Regions from separate parts of the Mus musculus genome. Here regions 1, 3, 4 and 5 are each linked to region 2. A link is a contact called in public HiCAR-type, HiChIP or PLAC-seq, Micro-C and promoter capture Hi-C data. All regions are on one chromosome and are shown on one strand. Each heading gives the region's core, a stretch centred on a gene start, on an enhancer-like site or on the middle of the called end of the contact. The rest is flanking DNA. Distances are from core to core; before and after follow the strand shown.

What was found. Promoter capture Hi-C pulls out the DNA fragments that hold promoters and counts their contacts. A called contact is a pair of places that touch in the nucleus more often than the background predicts. HiCAR-type assays count read pairs that join an accessible place to other places. HiChIP or PLAC-seq counts read pairs in DNA pulled down with a chosen protein or histone mark.
Region 1: a promoter capture Hi-C map of pre-B cells shows a contact between it and region 2, with 7 times the contacts expected there. The contact joins the promoter of Fbxl13 here to the promoter of 5031425E22Rik in region 2. A contact is called at or near these places in 7 of 39 promoter capture datasets (the 3T3-L1 cell line, cranial neural crest, embryonic stem cells and 4 more) and 1 of 115 datasets of contacts at active chromatin or transcription factors (astrocytes).
Region 3: a HiCAR-type map of astrocytes shows a contact between it and region 2, with 6 times the contacts expected there. The contact joins the promoter of Dnajc2 here to the promoter of 5031425E22Rik in region 2. A contact is called at or near these places in 15 of 39 promoter capture datasets (the C10 cell line, the HPC-7 cell line, cranial neural crest and 10 more), 2 of 484 Hi-C or Micro-C datasets (embryonic stem cells and liver), 16 of 115 datasets of contacts at active chromatin or transcription factors (DN3 thymocytes, T-cell acute lymphoblastic leukemia, acute myeloid leukemia and 11 more) and 3 of 9 other capture datasets (adipose tissue, liver and macrophages).
Region 4: a contact with region 2 is called in a Micro-C map of embryonic stem cells, with 14 times the contacts expected there. The contact joins the promoter of Reln here to the promoter of 5031425E22Rik in region 2. A contact is called at or near these places in 3 of 39 promoter capture datasets (fetal liver, liver and stem cell-derived epiblast-like cells) and 2 of 484 Hi-C or Micro-C datasets (embryonic stem cells and fetal liver).
Region 5: an H3K27ac HiChIP or PLAC-seq map of embryonic stem cells shows a contact between it and region 2, with 4 times the contacts expected there. The contact joins the promoter of Napepld here to the promoter of 5031425E22Rik in region 2. A contact is called at or near these places in 4 of 39 promoter capture datasets (the 3T3-L1 cell line, cranial neural crest, second pharyngeal arch cranial neural crest and 1 more) and 7 of 115 datasets of contacts at active chromatin or transcription factors (acute myeloid leukemia, cardiomyocytes, embryonic forebrain and 4 more).

The regions. Positions count from the first base shown.
Region 1 is chr5:21,644,272-21,646,971 of GRCm38.p6, forward strand. Fbxl13 (F-box and leucine-rich repeat protein 13) reads right to left here and starts at 1,334. Exons shown (of 21, transcript NM_001199632.1): 1 at 1,191-1,334. The coding sequence starts at 1,265. It overlaps Armc10 (armadillo repeat containing 10), which reads left to right and starts at 1,735. Exons shown (of 6, transcript NM_026034.5): 1 at 1,735-1,964. The coding sequence starts at 1,832.
Region 2 is chr5:23,431,959-23,434,658 of GRCm38.p6, forward strand. 5031425E22Rik (RIKEN cDNA 5031425E22 gene) reads right to left here and starts at 1,378. Exons shown (of 3, transcript NR_165300.1): 1 at 1,252-1,378. It overlaps Kmt2e (lysine (K)-specific methyltransferase 2E), which reads left to right and starts at 2,506. Exons shown (of 26, transcript NM_026984.2): 1 at 2,506-2,700.
Region 3 is chr5:21,783,781-21,786,480 of GRCm38.p6, forward strand. Dnajc2 (DnaJ heat shock protein family (Hsp40) member C2) reads right to left here and starts at 1,385. Exons shown (of 17, transcript NM_009584.4): 1 at 1,209-1,385. The coding sequence starts at 1,272. It also overlaps a transcript of Psmc2 not described here.
Region 4 is chr5:22,343,426-22,346,125 of GRCm38.p6, forward strand. Reln (reelin) reads right to left here and starts at 1,280. Exons shown (of 65, transcript NM_011261.2): 1 at 755-1,280. The coding sequence starts at 983.
Region 5 is chr5:21,700,066-21,702,765 of GRCm38.p6, forward strand. Napepld (N-acyl phosphatidylethanolamine phospholipase D) reads right to left here and starts at 1,331. Exons shown (of 5, transcript NM_178728.6): 1 at 1,140-1,331.

The sequences.
Region 1 (2,700 bases), core at 84-2,583, 1.8 Mb before region 2:
TTTCACTGCTCAGAAAGGACTTTAAGTCTGCGGGTAAGAACCTAATGGACTTCAACTGTGCTCACTTGAGGCTGGGTGCTGTATCTCCAGACACTTCAACCAAGGATGTCGAGGCCAGTAATTAGGCTCTGCTTACATAAGGTCAAAATGACACATTATCTTGAATTCCTGGCCTCCCCACTCCCAGAACTAAATGAAGCTGTTCATAAATGCACTATATGTTAGTTACTGAGAGAAAAAGAAACTTCGGTTTTTAATCTAACTTTGTTACAGACTATACTCTTTGGGTGATGTTAATAAAAGGGGAATGTTTATCCTTCTGGGACTCTGGGGTGGTACCCAAGGAGGGTTTTCCCTTCTCCTCTGATAGGGGGAAGGGGGTAGTGGGGGAGGGGCTTGTAAGGGACTGGGAGGGGAGGAGAGGGGTGGGCTGCAATCGGGAAGTAAGTGAATAAAGAAATTAAGAAAGAAAAAGAAAAGGGGTAGTAGTTTCTTGGCAACATTTAGAAATGTAACCTTGAAAGTCACAAGAAAAAATACTGATGTCAGCATTGTGAAGACAACACTTAAGGTCGACTCTCCCTTCAGAAGCCCGCAATTGTCTGACCAGGTGTGTTCTACTCTCTCTACTGGAGCACCTTTGTTCCTGCGTTTAATGAAGCCAGCTTTGCTTCATACAAGTTGGCCCCGAAATTCATTTCTTTGTTGAAACCAAGACCTCAGGTTTTGCTTGGTGGCGATCTCTAAAAAGGTGTGTTGTGAAGCTGTGTGTAGAGGCAGGTGACTCTTCTTCCCTCCTGCTAACAACGAGGCGGGGCGAAGCCTACACCCAGAACCCCTCAAGTCTTTTGTCTTCAAGTGGCTCACCACTCACTTCTTGCTCAAGACGCTCTTCCATAATAGAATTTAGTAGTTGACACTTGGAGATTCCAACCCAGGCCCTGTGCTCTTTGCGCCCCCTGCAGATTGTCACTTTCCCCCGTCCCCTTCCTTTGTCATCCCCACCTGGGCTTGGTTTTAGCCACCGGCACCCTTCGGTCTTCTCTAACCTACCCTTCTCTCTCTAGTTACCCTAAATTGACTTCAAGCTTCCCCATCCTGCTCCTTCTTAGCTCCAGTTCCGGGAATCTCCTTGCCTCTCCCAGTTTTTCCCCGCGCCCACTGTGTGAGAGGCTATGTGGCTGCAGTACCTCACAGATTTGAGGAATGTACTTGTCCCTGAAGTAGCTCCTTAGCCTGGGGGTGGCACTGCGTAGTGAAGCCATGGTCAGAAGCAGGACTCAGAATGCGTTTCATAGGTTACTGCTGTTCACGTTGAGGAGGAGAGACGCGCCGGAGCGTTGCCTAGCAACCACAAAGGAGGTGCCAAATAGTCCAAGCCTTTCGCGAGATGAAGAAAGAACCTAGCAGGGAGGGGGCGGGGCAACTGGGGCGGGGCGGGGCGATTGCAGAGGGGCGGGGCAGAGAGGGGCGGGGCGAGTGCAGAGAGGCGGGGCAGAGCGGGGAGGGGCGGGGCAGGACAGTACAGGCCGGGGCCGGGTAAAATGAGAGGGCTGGACGGGAGAGTGAGTGTTGGGGCGGAGCTAGGGTCTGTGTTCAACGCGCCGCAGTCCCGGTCTTGGTCCAGGAAAAAGCTGCTTGCACTAGGGGCATCCCGCCTGCCTGGTGAAAGGAACCGCAGCACACAGGGTGGGAGGGCTTCCGATTTTAGCAGGGCGGCTTCCGGAAGGCGGAGCTCCAACCCCATTTCCTTTCTCTGGGCTGGTTCTGGCCCAGCTGCACCTGCGTGTGGCCCTGGCTCCTCGGCTCCCTGCAGCTCCGAGGCAGCAGCATGGGTGGCGCGCGGGACGTGGGCTGGGTGGCAGCAGGGCTGGTCCTGGGCGCCGGCGCCTGCTACTGTATCTACCGGCTGACTCGGGGACCGCGGCGAGGCGGTCGCCGACTGCGCCCTTCGCGATCCGCAGGTGAGGCGATGGGCTGCCCGGCAGGTGGACTGGTTCGGGGCTCCGGACCCACCTCAGGCCAGGCTGGGTTGGAGGTGCCCTAGACACCCGCGACTGCATGGGGAGAAAGGCTGGAGGTAGACAGACGACTCTGGAAGCCCAGGTTGCCTTGGGTGGGTCCTGAGCCGCTTCCCTGCTCCCACTTCTTTGTTTAAAATAAGAGCTGAAAACATTGCCCGAAGTGTCCTGTTACTTCCCTTCGGCTTCACAGCCAAGAGCTGAGGTTTCTCCGAGCCAAGTAGATTGCCTCTCATTTTAAAGTTTTACCTGAGCTTTTGTGTTGTTATCAAAGAGATGCCCCTTACTGTGAGAAGGTTCTCAGGGGCCTCAAGCCTGGGTTGAAACTTTGCTCGTGCTATGTGAAGAATGGATCCCTGAGATGCAATTCTGCCAGCACTTTGTGGCACCTGTCCTGGGAAGTACCTTTAAGTCATCCGTAGCGTCCCTGCAACCGGGGTGTGTGTGTTGGGAATAAGAACCACAACCAACAGGAGACACACCCTTCTAAAAGGATGGCTTAAGTCGTGAAAACTGTTGGAAAAACTATTTGAAATAAAACCTGCCAACCAATACCTGCTTGCCTCAAAGGTAGAGAAATATATTTGTTTTTAAACTGAGGTTGGTGGGAGCTAATTGCCCTTCCCTAGAACAAAAATAAGGCACCTTTAAAGGCAGGTAGAAAACACATCTTTGGGTT
Region 2 (2,700 bases), core at 128-2,627:
CCAACTACAAAGAGTCTACCGCTAAAAATAAACATAAATTAACATAACCATGGCCCAGGTTAATGAAGTTTCTAGGCCTAGTAGGCATTCATTTTCTCTCAGCACCAAATACAGTGTTTTGTTGAAATAGTACCCAGGCAGAGCCTGTAATCCTAGCAATAGGAGGGTGGGCAGGAGTATGAGTTCCAAGCTAGTCTAGGCTATTAAATAGCAAAACCCATTCGAGCCCTCATTCCCATCCCTAAGTCCCACTAAAAATACGTTTTATGCTATTGCAAATGTGCTTTAAAGACGCAGGATAGAGAGCTTTAACGAATATTTACCAGAAGCATTTGTAATTCCATTTTTTATTTTTAAAAGGACGACAAAATGCAACGTGAAGTATAGAAAATGACCTTTCAGTTTCATACAGAACAAAATACTAAAATTACTAAGAATACTTATATTTGAAAAGGCAACCCTCACCAGTAAGATTACTTAAACTCTCTCACGGGATGTACAGACAGGGAGGGTAATGAACACAAAGAATCTAAGGAGAAGGTTTGACAGGGCCCTTCCGTTCAGACTGTGATGCAGTCCTTAATCGCTGTCTGCCTAGAAACCCTAAGTGTTCCTGGGTGTTATTCACTTGCTTTCAAACTCTGAGAATGCTGTAGTCTTCTATTCAGACCCCCCAAACTTTATGTTTTGTCTGAAATAATCAACACTCCTACCTGTGGTGCCTTCAGAGCCTAACCTGTCCTTGTTACCCATACCAGTGACACTCAGGGCCTCCTAGTTGGCTTACAGGAGGGAACTGCCACCTTACGTAAGCATACTTTGCAAGGAGAAAGGCAGATATAAGAAGGCGTCAAACCTTCTCCTCCACCAGTGGCTGGCACACCCCGAAAGGAGTGTCCTTTCAGGGGCTCCCCCCCCCCCCGCAGCAGTTCTGCTGCGGGGAGTGGGGGAGGGGAAGAGCTTTCAAACAGTCATCTCTTCCTCTTCGGGCAGCCAACGCCGACCGCACCACCATCTCCTCCGCCCAAACCCGGTCCCCTCCCCCGCCCTGCCTGGGTCCCCGCCAAACCCCACAGGAATGCAGCCGGTCACATGCGCTGCGGCGGCGGTGGACGTGCCTCTCCCCCCGCGCCCCAAGGAGACCCAGCGCCATCTTGCCCTGACGCAGTTACAAAAGTCACAGGAGAAATTGCGCCTCCACGGCCGCACCAGCGCCCCAAAGTCTCGCAGAGGCCGAGCCAGGGCCCTCACCTCGCGCAGGGAGAGGAGCAAAAGGTCGGGGAAGAGCCTTGCGACTTCCTTCGGCACTGCTTGGGTTCCACAGAAGACGCGGCGACAACGATCACCGTCATCACTTCTCACTCTCTGCCTTTGCAACAGCCACCCCCGACGACTCTGGCCCCACCCGCTGCTGCAGCATGAGGTCATCGTCAGCCAATCCCTACGCGCCCGACAGAAATCACCAGACGCCGATTGGCTGCCGACACCGCCTCTGCCTCTCCCCACTCCTCTTACGGAGCACCCAAGGTCGTGCTGCGGGCCAAGAAGACGGAAACCGCCATTCCGGGGAAAGGCCCCCAAAGCCAGATCCGTAATCGCTGTGTGATTTTAGTGGAGAACCCTGTTTTGTTCCTTGGCCTCCCCTTTTCGGTTCGAGAAACCAGCTCTGTCCCTCCCTCGTTTAATCACCGCCACACAAACGAACTCCCGCTCCCCGCCCAGCACACTGTCCCGCGGCGGGGAATCCTTCCCCGGTGCTAAGAAGTATAGGAGGCGGCGGCAGCGACTGCACCGGCAGCGGCAACGGCAGCTTTTACCCCATACACGGTGGCAGGGAGGCGGCGCTGACGATGGCTGCAATTTTTTCTGCGGCTTCTCCCCCCGACCTCTTGCGTTTCTCGCTCCTCCATCGAGACAGCGCGGGACTCGCCAGCTCCGCTTTTATCCGGTGCCCGGAGCCTGCGCACTGGAGCCTCCTCAGCCACTAGTGGGCGTCGAGTGACAATCCGACCGGGCTCACCCTGAGCTGGCAGGCCAGGCCGGGGGGAGGGGGCTGCCGGGACTGAGGCTGCTTGGGGGGTAGGAGCAAGTGCATCACCTTAGGAAGTGATGGGAGGGGGGTCGTCCCCGTCCCTGCTGTCATCCTTCTACCCACTAGTAGCATCCTCACGCTCACCTACATCCAGGCTTGAGGGCTACTCGGGGACAACGGGTAAAGAGCCAAGCCCACCAGCTAGCAAGACCTCCCCAACCGTCGGCGGATGGATGAATGCACCTGTTGTGGGAAAGACGGAGTGTCTGGCCAGCTCGCGGCCTCTAGCGTGACGTCTCCACGCCTCGGCGGAGAGGCCGCGTCGGGCCGCAGCCCATAACCAAGATGGCGGCGAGTAGCTTCGTCCCCTCCCCCCTGCCCCTGCGGAGCGGGGCGGGCGGGCCCCGTGCGCTTGCCGCCGCCGCCGCCGCCGCTGCCGCCGCCGCCGCCGCCGTCGCCGCCGCCATTTTCCCAGAGCGAGAAGCAGTGACACTGAGCGGGCGCAGGGGGCCGAGTCGGAGATCGAGCCTGCGTTCGGGAGCGGCAGCAGAGGGGGCATAGACACTCGGAGCAGCCTCAGCGTCTCCTCGTCATTCCTGCCGTGGCCCGCAGTGCCCGACTCTTGGGTTCCCACTGAAGACGCTGCGCGCTGCTGCTTGGGGAGGGGG
Region 3 (2,700 bases), core at 135-2,634, 1.6 Mb before region 2:
AATAGACAATTTTCCAAGCCAATGCTGAGAACTCATTACCGTTTCTATGTCTTAATAACACAGGCTGGATGTAAACCCAGAATTTCAGGGCTTTAATCTAGAACTGTAAATTTCTTGAAACAGATTGAATCATTTCAGGATGGAAACAATACCTATCTCACCCAGTTCCTAGAATATTCGAATGCAGTTTTAAAGCTTTAAACTGTTGTAGAGAAAGTAACATGGAATAAATAACTGTAGATATGTATAACAGAAATTAAAAAATGGTAATCTGTGTCAGGAAAAAAGATCATAATTTTAATTTCTTAAGAAATCAAAGGGCAATTTTCTGGTGCACAATTTGTGGGCATCATTTTCTAAGACCCTTTCTTTTTCACGTTTTAACTGGCTTATGATATTAAGATTTCCTCCACCTAACACAGGAGAGGAGTCAAACGCGAAAATGAACCGGCTGAGTAGCGGGGGCGTGGCTTTCAAAACCGTGTCTTGGAAGCCTTTCCCTCACTACAGGATTACCGCGACACACAAACGCAACACGTGCCATGGGAAACATTTAAAAATTATATTCAACAAGTGCCCACGGTAAGCGGCTATGGGAATTAATGTAGATCATTAAAATGAGAGACCCGACACTTGAAATACTTTCTGGCGTGCAGGGCTATAAACCAAAACCCCTACAGCAGGAGGCTAAGTTGTGCTTTTAACCATCCTTGGTGTACGCCAAGCTGTCCAGGAGCATTCACAGGGGGCTTCCAACGGAATGAGGAAGTTCTGAGTTCCGACAAGCAAAATACACAGCCGGGAGCAAAGGTGGAGGCGAAGGGCTGAACAGCGTTTACAAGGCTTTGTATCTCTCCCGGCACGCGGGTGCGTGCAGCGGGGTCGCTCCGCCGTGGGCAGGGGGGGTGCCTTAGGGGGCCTTTCGGGGTACAGGAGGGCTCGGTCCTCAGCTGTTCAGCCCGCTCCGTGAGTCAGCAGCCTCACCAGGATGAAGGAACCACAGGTGCACAAGGAAGACGCCCCCACCCTCCTTTCCGAGAAACCGGGGACACTTCAAATTACAGCACTGAGCAGCAGGGGCTCGTCACAGTCCCCCGAGTCCCGGAGCAGATTGCCGGGGTCAAGGCTACCGAGCCAGGGGTTGCTAGGGACAGGGCTGGGGCAGGGGCGCCCGAGGCAGGGCGGAAACTGGGTTGGTGGGCACGTACCGGAGGTCAGAGCGTGGGTGATGGCGGTGCCCTGGCCCTCCGCGGCGCTCGGCAGGAGCAGCATGCTGGTTGGGGCTGGTCCCGCGGACGCCGCGGCTCACGGCCGGCAGGCAGGGCCCTCCGCGTCCGCACTACCTGTGGTCTGAGCCTCGCGCCTAGGCTTTACGCCCCGGAGCCGGCGCATGGAGACGACCAGTGAGCACTTCCGGGATGGGGCTCGCACGGCGCGGCCGCCAACCCCACCCCCACGGCCTCGCGCCAATGCGCGCGGCCGCCTACTTCCTCTGTGACTCTAAACCGACCGGAGACCAAGGAGCTCGAAGGAACAGTTCCTAGACGCATCAGTTCCTACGTGAAAAGGATTGTTTTGGTTTTTGTTTTGTTTTTTTGTTTGTTTTTTCACGTGAGAGCAAGACGGAGGAAATAATTTTGAAAAAGAACTTCACTCACTTTTGTCACCCAGGCCGGCCTCTAACTTGTGAATATCCTGTTTAAATCTCCCAAGTGCTGAGCTACCACCAATCTCTAGGTACCTCATAAAAGTGGAATCATATAACTATATATCATTGTATTGTTATATTAATAATGTTATATATTATAACATTGTCTCTATGTGAGCGGTGTATTCACTAGTATAATGGTCACAGAATTTATTTTTTTAAGGCCAAATAATACTATATTCCCATAACCACATTTTTGTTTACCCATCTTATGTATTTGGGTACTTGGGTTATTCTTCATTTGGCCTTTGCTAATGCAGCTATAAATAGGGCTGTACACGGATCTCTTTGAAATCCTATTTCCAACTTTTTGGCATTTGATATTTAGCAGTAGGATAACTAGTTTATATAGATTTTATTTTAGTTATTTTCAGTTTTTCGCAAGCACTGCAGTATTTTACACCAACAGTGTAAACAGCATCTATTTTTTTTTTCAACATCCGGTCAAACTTTCTTTTTAAACATAATAGTGATCCATGGGTCGGTCATGGTGGCGCACAGCCTTTGTCGCAGCAGATACCTCTAAGTTCTCAGACAGCCTGATCTGTTGCTAGATAGCCAGGACCACGCAGAGCCAGTCTTAAGAAGGAGAGAGAGAAAGAGAGAGGGGAAGGAGGAGGAGAAGGAGGAGGAGGAGGAGGAGGAGGAGGAGGAGGAGGAACCATCCTAAAGAGAATGACGTGCTTTTGATTTTAACATCCTTTCATGCGTCCGTTTATTGGCATTTGTGTATCTCCTCTAGAGAAATATGTCCAAATTCTTTACCTACTTTCCTTCCCTCTATCTTTTAATCTTCCCTCCTCCTTTCCTGTCATAACAACCAGATTCCTTTCTTGTTGTGGATCTTTGTATAACCTGGATACACACTCCCTAACAGAAATGCATTATCTTTATTCAATTTGTAGATCTAGCCACCAATTAACTGCGTCCAAACTGCCAGGCATTCTACAAGGCCTGCTCTGTAGCGCCTTTCCAGTCTTGCGAGGCAAACT
Region 4 (2,700 bases), core at 30-2,529, 1.1 Mb before region 2:
AATGTTTCACCTCGATGAAGGATTGCATACTGATCCCTTAGGAGAGGGATCGCCTTTGTGGGGAGAAGCTTGTAGGTCCTGCCAGGGACTTAAAGCTGTGCAGATACAAGTGATTAGTAAGCATCGCCCAGACAATGCTAACAACAGCAAGCACCAAGCTAAAAGTATGAAGGGGATGACAGAAATCATCAATCACTGATATTTTAAACGACTCTTTAAAAGAATAAAGGGTTGGAAACAGCCGCTCTGTTTCTTGAGGACAGATCACTAGGGACTCCTGGCTGCAGAGCAGCGGGAACTTTTAACTGGCCGCCGGCATGGGCAGCCACCGACCAAAGTGCTCCAATCTGTCGGCAGCTGGCCGGCAAAACCCAGTGACAACCCCAGCGCCACCTGGGGACCCACCAAGGAGGACCCAGAACAGGACAAAAGTCTGGTATCTAAGTACTGGGGTTAGGAAAACACGATGCGCAGGTTCGGCAGCTGCAGGGAGTGAAGGGGTGGGGGACAGCAGTACCAAAAGCTTGTGTGGCCTGTCACATAAGCACCAGTTTATGTGTTAGGGGACAGTTGAAATCCCAACTCAGGACTCCATTCTCCACTAACTTTGTTCTCTCTCCCCAGGCAGCGCACCCCGCTGAGGTAGGAGGTTGTCCCGGTCTCCGGCCGGCTGGCCCCTGGGAAGAAGGAAAAGGATGGAAAGATGCGCTCGCGGGCCACCGTGGCGCCGTAGGGATGCCGTGGTGGTACCTACCATGGTATTCCTGTCCCGGTACGTAGTAGGTGGGGTTGCCCGCAATGTGCAGGGAAATGAGCACCTCGCCCTGCTCCCCATCCCCTTCCAGCTCCCCGTGGTGGGTGCACAGGAAAAAGAAAGGCGAGAAGCGCGGGTAGTAGCCGGTGGCCGCGCGCGCCCTCAGCGTCGCCAGCAGCAGCAGCACGGCCAGGACGAGAGCCCGCGGCGCCCAGCAGCCGCGCTCCATGCCGCCGCGCTCCGTGCCGCCGCGCGCCCCGCGCGCTCTCTCATCCACTTTCGGAGGCACCGGCACGGAGGAGCCGCGTGCGGGGAAGGCGAGCCGGCGGCGGGCTCGAGCCGAGCGGGTCCGGGCAACCGAGCCCGCGGGGGGAAGTTAGCGGGAGACCGAGGCTCCCGAAGTTACTTTGGGCCGCCGGAGCGAGAGCGCGGGGGGAACCGGGGCCGCGGGCGCCGAGAGCGCGTCGTCCGCCTCCGAGCGCCGCCGCCGCCGGTGTGCACGCGACGCCCCTCGGCCGGGCTTGGGAAAGTGCCCGCCCCCTCCGCACCTTCTTAAAGCCCCGGGCGCCGCCCCCTCCCCCGCCGCCGCCACACGTGTCCCAGCCGCGCCCCCGCCCCCGCGCCCGTCCCCGCCCCCTCGGGCTTGCCCGCACCTCGGGCTGTGCCCGGAGCACACGCGCGCCTCCCGCCCACGGCCCGCTCCGCCCGGAAGGGCAGGGCTGCTCGGCCGCTGCGCGAACGAGAGCGGCCAGAGACCGACGGGCTGCCCCGGGGAACCGGAGCCCCGGGCTCACGGCTGCCCGTTCTGCGAGGACGCGCGGGGAAGCCGAGGGCGGCGGGGACCGCGCTGTTCTTTGTCTACGCCGGCTGCAACCCTCGCCCCTCGGGGCCCGCCGCCCCCCAGTCCCCACGGCCAGCGCTTGTCCTGGGGACCCTCCCGTCAGTGGCCCCAACCGCGACGGTGCCCCGCGCGCGCGAGCCCTTTCCAGTCAGGCCTCGCGGCCCCGTCGCTGCCCCGGCCCGGGTCTTCAGTGGCAGCCAGGCTGAAAGGGAGATTGGGTGACGGTGCGATTGCCACCTGGAGTGGTGCGGGGCCAGATCGTCGGGCTTCTCGGCCGTGGGGATTGTGGTGAGGGGACCCGACAGGCGAGCTTCGCCGGACTCTGTATTTACGCGTTGCTAGGGGATTCCTCGGACGGAGATGGGGGTAGTAAATTTTAGGTCCGAGTTTATTACTTCTACATGTCATGCATGACCACTGTCACTGGGGTGGGGGAGGGGAAGGCATGCAGAGGAGTGGCTGGCAGCAGCAATGAAACCGGCGTTAATGAGCTATCTCACGCAGGACTGCGGGCAAGTGAAACCATCCAGAAGCACGTTTTTTAACCGAGCACCGCTGGCAGGAGCCCCGAGGCACCCAGAGACGGGAGAACAGAGCTGCCAGGTTTTAATGCATTTCTCCAGGCTCAGCACCAAGCCAAAATAAGCCTTGCTTGTAAAGAAACCAGGAAACTGTAATGTCAGAAATGGTAGTCTTTGCCTGAGTTTGGGAGAAGGGCGTCAGAAGGCAAGATCCAAAGGGAGACCTCTGTGGTAATTTCATTGCAAAAGATTTTTTTTTTTCTGCCACATTCACAGTTTCAGCAGATAGGAAGGACCTAACTGCCTGTTGGTCTCCATTACTTCCAATCCTCCCAAAGTTCAACAGCACACATATTCATACACGCGACTAATATTACACTAGAGCAAAGTGCCATGCAGGCTGCACAGGCTTGTAGATCATTAGCCTAATGTAATCCTAACACCACCACCGGAAGAAGCAAAACTTCCCCCATTTCACAGGGGAGAAATCAGAATAGCTTGCCCCAAGTAAGACGAAGGCTGACTCTAAAGATGCCTGGCCTGCCACTGTCTACAGCCCGAGCTCGAGCTCGGGAGGAAACCAG
Region 5 (2,700 bases), core at 81-2,580, 1.7 Mb before region 2:
AATTCGTGAAGGGATGAAGCCTGTAAAAATATTAACAAAATAAAATCTTTGAAAATTATGACTGTATTTCCAATTGACTTACACCCATTTCAAACCCTCGATTCCTCTTAGATTCTGATTTTAAATGCACATTTTTGCCCTAAATCTTTAACAGAGCTAACATTTCCTTACAACAAAAATCAAACTATTTTTTTTAATTAGACTGTTGTAAGATACAAGTAATCACCCTTTTAAAGATTATGTAACTTCTTTCTAAATCATGTTGTTACCACTAACTTCTACCCAATGTGACAAAACAGAACTGTTATACGTCCATCTGTTAATAAAGATGAAAATTATTTCTTAATTTAAGAGAAGTGTGTTGCAAAAGTGGCTTTCTGACTTCATGCTAAGCCAAAACCACCCATGCAAGTCACAGCATAACAACGTATAAACAGCCTACAGTAAGGGCAAAGCAAGAATCCCAGACTTTTTTTTTTTTATGTTGTTGACTTTTCTCAATCCCTTAATGTTTTCTGGGTCTGACTGTTAGTACACATTATCCAGGTTCCACTGGAGACCTTGAACGCATATTCACAACAACCGGGTTCATACCGCGCTCCTTGGGAAGAGGAGTCCATATGAACCGCCATCAAGAATAGCCGATCTAATGAGCAAACACAGTACAAAAGAAAGAAAAGGAAAAAGAAAAGAAAGAAAAAGGTCTATTGCCATCCTTCTCTAATCCCGCCTCGTACTTTTATTCATTCTGTGGTTAAATAAGTTACTCTTACTTTAAGAAAAACGGCAATAATGCTTTGGGGATGGATTTTTTTAGGACATAAATACTACACCGAAGCTGAAATAAGTTGCTCTGAGCAAGTTGTGGACCCCATTCATTTACATACAACCAAATGAAGATACACCCACTTGTATTCCTATCGTGGAGCTGTAACCAGGGAGTCTGCAGCAGGAAGGGTAGATCTTAAATCCCAAATACAGCTACTTCCCTCTGGGCGCCTAAAAACGCGGTGGCTCTTCACGTAAGCGGATCCAGAGATGCAAGCTCCGCAACTCCAGAGGTGCGGTAATTCAAAAGAAGCCTGCCACTCACAAGTGCATCTCCAGGAGGAGGCAGGGCTTGGGTGCTAGAAACCTACTCGAAACCCGCTGCACTTCACCGAGGTATCCGAACAGCCCCAGAAAGGCTGTTCCACGCAGATATCGAGACTAAGGAGCAAACCAACGAAAAGGAACCGCGGTCGCCGAACCGCCTCCCGCGAAGATCCAGGCTAACAGCAGGGAGGCTCACCCGCAGGCGCTCAGGTTCCCGGGAAGGCGGCGCGCTGTATGTGGGCGGGGCCATGCCGGTGGGCGGCGCTGGAAGGCGGGGGGCGGAGTTGGTTAGAGGGCGGGATGAAGCGAGGCTGCTGGACGGAGCGGAAGCTCGAGGGGCGGAGCCATCTTGCGAGGGTGGAGCGAAGGGGCGGGCTCACCTTGCGCGGAGCGCAGGCAGGCGCGCGCTGCGTCGCGTCTCCTCGCCTGAGGGCCTCGGCTCTGCGGGCCCAGCCGCTCTACGCCCTCCTCCCGCGTCTCTCCTCCCTCGGCCCGGCCACCCCAGCTCCGCTGAGGACACCAACAGCTGCACGCAGCGCCTCAGCACGCGCCGCCTCCCCATCTTTGGTGGCGGTCGTCTCTGACCATGCGGTCCCAGGCTGCAGCCGGGTCATACCGGGAGCCACCCCCTGCCTGGCCTTTACCAAGATGGCTGCCCCGGAGGACAGAGGCGCAGAGGCCTCGAGGCCATCTTGGTAAAGTCCGCGCAGCGAGCAGAACTGATACCGCAAAGCTCTCTGACCAGTTTGGCTCCCAGCCTTCCAGGTCACGTGAGCTCATTCCTTGACAGTTGCTAAACCCAGAAGAATCTGGTTGCCCAATGTGCCTGTCGTGGCCCACTATGTACAACAGCACTGACAGTCTTGACTAAAGAGCTCGGTTACAGACACTGATTATATATAGTGAGTACTGAGTATAAATGGCTCCACTACCTTGTGTACTCAGTTACATTTTAAATTATGTCAGCCTTCGGCATATAATGTTCTAAATGTCTGGCTTTTTGAAATCTCAGGATAAGATCAAAACATAAAATTACAATTCTGAAATTCTTAACTGGTTGAAATTATTTCAAGAGATAACTTGCAAAGTCATACAGAATTCAATGGTAAATAGATAGGCTGACAGTTTAAATACTCTTGAAGGTCTTTGTGAGATATATTCATAGACCAGAACTAAATAGATTGTGTCTGAGATTGTGTTAGCAAAAAGAAAAGAAAGACCAGGCATTAGTACAGATACGCTAGGAATATGCAAACCAAACTATAATGCATTTAGAAAGTGACTATAGCTATCTAATACTGCAGGACACTATCGATGTATACTTGATTTCCTCAGGGTAGTTTGCAGTTGTAACTGATTGTTTTCCTTTTGCTAGTTTTAAGTGTAAAACTAGCAAAAGTTTAAAGTTTATTCCTGATAGCTCTTTTGCGCCTGGGTGGGGCTGAATAATTCTCGACATGCATTAGCAAATTTTAAAAAAGAAGGGAAGACACACTTCAAATTCAACCCCAAAGGACAGACTGCTATTACTGCTTCGATTCCTAGCATCCTTGCTAGGGAACTTTAAACATGTCATTTCTTGCCCTTATTCCATCAGTCACTGTG